Linked DNA regions of Danio rerio: region 1 is linked to region 2. The links are chromatin contacts, called in public Micro-C maps. All regions are on one chromosome and are shown on one strand. Each heading gives the region's core, a stretch centred on a gene start, on an enhancer-like site or on the middle of the called end of the contact. The rest is flanking DNA. Distances are from core to core; before and after follow the strand shown.

Region 1 (2,700 bases), core at 100-2,599, 72 kb after region 2:
GCTCTTAAAAGCGCGAAAGACTGCGTGCTTCTGTGCGTGTGGCATGCACACACAGTCAGAAGCATGCGGTCAATATTCGGCCTCATTCACAAACTGAAACAAGCAGAGCGCACACATCTGAAGTCATCTTAACGAGAGCGCTTTAATGGTCAAATAGGTGTTAAAACGCGGTGTTTAGTGATTATTCATATTAACCCTCATTTGTGTAATAAACAAATGAGTTGAGAATCAAAAGTGAGAATAGAAACCATTAAAGTGACAGTGCGGAATAACCCTGCTGCCGCCTGTTTTATCATTCATCAAAAAACAAAAGGAGAAAATCCCTCACTGCTCTTGACTGAAGGACTTTAAGCAGCTTAAAGCACAGATTGTTTTATATTTTTATTCTATTTTATTTATTTCTCTTTCATTTCAACTTATTTCTGAACATAATTGTTTCACTGTGATTGAAAGTAAACTCTATTTCACTCTCTCTCATTCTTTCTCTCTCTCACTGTGGCCCATTTGACCTGCTGGCGTGACTTTTCCACTCCTCTCCGCATTCCTGCGGCTGTAAAGTGAGAGCCACAGGGCCCGACCAGATTTCTTGCGGCGCGGGAATAAACTTTCGAATAAAGCGTGGGAGCGGTCGGTAACTCTGGTGTAATTTGAACAGGAGCGGGCAATCTAACAATATTGCTCCCGAGCAAGCAAGCAAGCAAGTGTGTGTGTGTGTGTGTGTGTGTTTATGTGTGTGAATGAGAGAATGATGCTGTGTCTCGCTTGTTTGGTGCTGTCTATGTGTGTGTGTGTGTGTGTGTGTGTGTGTGTGTGTGTGTGTGTGTGTGTGTGTGTGTGTGTGTGTGTGTGTGTGTGTGTGTGTGTGTGTTTGTGAAATATAAATTGAAACCCCTCAAATATAAAATAAAACTGTGTATGGAAAGAATCGTCAATGCACCGTGATATCGAATTGAACCGAATAGATGGCATGATAATCATAACCAAACTGAACCATGAGACCAGTGGATCACACCTCTAGTTTTTACTATAGATATTAAAATGATACTAATCTAAAAATGTAAATTGTAAAAAGAATCGGAGGGCATTAGTGAAGCTCGCCTACATAATTCTGAAAGAAATCCTCAAGTGTAAGAATATAATTTCCAGAGCAGGACAAATGCTCAAAGACTCGCTAGTAAAGCATCAAGCATCACATGGGCATGGATGGTTCAGTTGAGACATGCTGTCTTTAATTCCACTCCTACCATCACTCTATCCCAGAGCTGCTAATGGAGCATGAAATATGGCCGATCTCTCCCACACACAGCTGAGAGATGGAGAGATGATGTCATTTCAGCAGTTTCCTGCAATCTTTCCCTGTGGAGTCTCAGCGCCGCTCGCTGTACAAATGAACACCTTTCTCTCGGTCATTCTGCTCATTCCCTCCCCGTCTCTTTTTTCCCCCTTCATACATCCCACTGGAAGGTTTGTTTTTCCACTGCTGCTACTGTGCACATCAGATCACGTGCCCTGATGAAAGCATGAAACCTTCCAAAGAATATTTACAGCATTTTGAAGGAGCGGGTCATTAAAAATACACACTGTCATCAATTATTCACACTTCTGTCTTTCTAAACCTTTCCTCTGGGGAGGAAGTTATTTATATCAGAATGTCCATGCTGCTCTTTTTCATAAATTAAAGTGAAAGGTGACATCCTCATTCAAGAAACATTTGCAGTAAACCATGTTTTTTTTAAAGCTTGGTTTAAAGAGCCCCTATTTAAAAGGTCATGTTTTGTGGGTCTCCAACAACAGTCTGATATGCATGGAAGGTCAAAAACACTTTTCTTGTCTTATAATCTGCATTTATTTTACCAAATTATCGAAAACGACTCCCATATAATCCGCTCAGCCATTTATTTGTTCCCAAACCCCTCCTTAGCGTGATGCTAACCTGCTGATTGGTTCGATGACCCAGTAAATGGGTGGGGCTTGAGTTTTGTATCGACATCACGTCAACACGGCTAAATATTTGTTACTCACGATTCATTTGAACCACTCTGAGTCAACTCTTTTATAGATGAATCAAATGGGTTTTGGGAAATGTCCTCAAGCCGGGATTCGAACTCGGGACGCCCTGAAGTGCCTCTGCACCATATGTCAGCGCTTCAACCACTAGGCTATTAATAACCACATATTATTATAGATATTATTATAACTTTTATCTTTAAAACATTCTATTAGATTTTATTATTTATAAATATTTAAGGTCATAATTGTTGTTAAATCTGAATTTCTGAATTTGTCTTAGGTGCTTTCACACCTAGCCTTTTGTTTAGGAACCTGTCTTGTTTGCCCAGTTAGCGCGGTTCGTTTGGCATATTTGAATCCAGCAATGGCGCTCGGATCAAAATAATTGCTCCGAGATTTCTTATATGAGGTGGTCTCGGCTCGGAGTGAAACGAACTCTGGATCGATTGTAGTAAGAAAGCAATACGATTTGAGCCCTGTTATATCACAGTGTTTTATGGATATGTAAAAGGCATGCGGCTATATGAAGAGAGAATTATGAGTAGGGCGGGAGGTCATTCAACAGACATCCCAAGTCTCCCTCCCGGTCCTCAAATACATCGCACAGCCTTCTCACCCCTCCCCACCGCATCCCTCCTCGCTCTTCAGACACGTCGCGAACACCCTGTCAAACACCACCAAACCACCACC
Region 2 (2,700 bases), core at 186-2,685:
AATAAGAGGTGTGCAGCAGAAACTTAATAATCTGAATGAAGAAGTAAGTCAAACCTGTTTGGCGCTGCGTTCAAACACCACGTATTGCTGACACTGGTCCAGCCTCCTCTTTCTCATAGTCCAGAAGTGCAGCACGCGGTTCTCCCTCTGCAGCAGCTCATTCAGGATATCTACAAACATCACATATGATATGAACCTTAGCCATGGTCAGCAGAGATCTACTCTAGACAAACATACGAAAATACCTTATTATTAATATCTTAATTATTGTGTATTATTAAAAATACATAAGTAAAAAACTTAAAAAATGCAGATTGTTAATGAATTAATCAGATGTCTCTGTATCTATCTATCTATCTATCTATCTATCTATCCATCCATCCATCCATCCATCCATCCATCCATCCATCCATCCGTCTATCTATCTATCTATCTATCTATCTATCTATCTATCTATCTATCTATCTATCTATCTATCTATCTATCTATCTATCTATCTATCTATCTATCTATCTATCTATCTATCTATCAAGTTTTAATGGCTCTGAAGGCAAGATATATTAAATACTGACTTAAATACTATTTAGACTATTAACTGCTGACTTTTGCCTGATCTGCAGTGATGTAAGAAACGAATTACTTAGTCATCTCTTTTAATAAATAAAAATAAACAATAATCCCTGATAAAAATGCTAATATATAATAAAATTATTCATTTTAATTAATTAATTATTCATTTATTCAGATAAATAAAATTATAAATTTTATAATTAATAAATAATTAATTAAATTTTATTTAATTATAAATAATTATAATTATACATATATATATATATATATATATATATATATAAATAAATATATATATATATATATATATATATATATATATATATATATATATATATATATATATATATATATATATATATAATAAAATAATGAAAACAAAATATTTTATAATAAATTATACATACTTTTATGGCAGATAATAATAACATTAATAATAATAATAATAATAAATTGAATAAAAAAAATTATATCTTACAAGATCATGACATTTTAAACATTATTTAAATATAAAATAAAAATTACTACAAAGCTATACATTTATTAATTATTACTTTAATGGTACAAAAACCCAATCATCACCATTATTATAATGATTATTAAATAAAACCTCCATAGATGTAACATACATCTGTGTGTGTGTGTGTGTGTGTGTGTAGCATGAAGGTATAGCATCCCAATGGAGAACTACTATCAGCCATTTTCGAGGCCTGACCCATTTACACTTTCCATATCTGAGTCATTGTCGGCACAAGCTGAACAGAACAGAGCCCCATCCACAATGCGCACACATCCTAAACTGGGCTAAAGCAGGCAAAAGTGGGCCAGAGCTGAAAGTCATGAGGACGCAGAGCACAGATCAGCCACTAGATGGAGCAACAAAGCCATTTTAGAGCGAACCATCATGAAAGCCCCACGGGGGACGACAGACTGTGTTCTCAGCAGAGGAGAGGACTGGTAAATAAGAGCAGAACATGCGAAGCGGCAGCAGATGCAGACTTGTGCTTTGAGATGAGGAACAGGACGTTAAATACTACTTGGACATTCAAGGAGCTCTGTGTTTATTATAGAGTTGAAGTCAGAATTATTAGCCCTGCTGTATATTTTTTATCCCCAATTTATATGTATATTTATATATATATATAGTCAGGTGTCTCTTGAGATGTAGAGTTGTGGTCCGTGACTCACTTTTGACCTGCTGCTCTGGAGCTTTGACGTGACTCAACATCCCGGGCATGCTGACGCTGTTCCTGTGCATGTATTTGAGGAAGACGTCTGCATTACGCCTGGCCAACGTGCAGGCCTGAAACAGAGACGGACATATTAGCCCACACGGTCACAACAGACGGTGTGTGTTCTGGCTTTGGATGGGTTACCTTGAGGAAAGCCTCTTTCTGCTCCAGGTGTTTGCTGATCATGGGTGTGACGTGGTCCGATTCACAGTTGGGTCCCAGTTTGTCAGCTCCTCCGCACCAGTCCTCCTCACGCTTGTACTCCTGCTCCAGACTCTCCAGAACACTGCAAACCTACAGCACACACACACACGTCAGCTTTCAAGAGACCCGTTTCAAGATTCTAACATACTTAAAGCCCAATAGAAGAATGAGTTAGTGACCAAAACACTCTGTTTGGAGATTGAATCAGGAGATCAAAAGTAAACTGCTTCTATGAAAATTTAACTCTGGCAAAAGTATACACTGTGTATATGAGGGGTGTTCAAACTTGGTCCTGGAGGGTCGGTGTCCTGCATATTTTAGTTCCAACCCTAATTAAACACACCTGAACAAGCTAATCAAGCTCTTTCTAGGTATACAAGAAACTTCCAAGGAGGTGTGTTGAAGGAAGTTGGAACTAAACTATGCAGGACACCGTCCCTCCAGGACCAAGTTTGGACACCCCTAGTGTATATAAATATAATAGGCAGTTTAATTATTAATTATTTATTAATTAATTATTTTATTAATTTTTGTTTATTATTATTAGTTTATTTTCTCTTTTCCTCTCTTTCCCCTTCTACTTACTACTTACTACTATTATTATTATTTATTATTATTATTATTGTTATTATTATTATTATTATTATTATTATTATTATTATTATTACTTGTCCTCTCCCTGATTTCCCATCCT

Evidence for each region. A called contact is a pair of places that touch in the nucleus more often than the background predicts.
Region 1: a contact with region 2 is called in a Micro-C map of caudal fin, with 2.8 times the contacts expected there. The contact joins two enhancer-like sites. A contact is called at or near these places in 3 of 18 Hi-C or Micro-C datasets (caudal fin, hematopoietic stem cells and an unstated tissue).

Annotation. Positions count from the first base shown.
Region 1 is chr19:44,770,607-44,773,306 of GRCz12tu, forward strand. All of the region lies in intron 1 of trioa (trio Rho guanine nucleotide exchange factor a), which reads right to left. Among named protein-coding and RNA genes, the nearest start is that of trioa, 18 kb to the right of the region's middle. Within about 2 kb of position 1,350, at least 13 of the 62 cell types and tissues checked have an H3K27ac peak or open chromatin away from gene starts, as enhancers often do.
Region 2 is chr19:44,698,531-44,701,230 of GRCz12tu, forward strand. trioa (trio Rho guanine nucleotide exchange factor a) reads right to left here. Exons shown (of 57, transcript NM_001104526.1): 18 at 1,947-2,096; 19 at 1,759-1,873; 20 at 55-170. Among named protein-coding and RNA genes, the nearest start is that of trioa, 90 kb to the right of the region's middle. Within about 2 kb of position 1,436, at least 3 of the 62 cell types and tissues checked have an H3K27ac peak or open chromatin away from gene starts, as enhancers often do.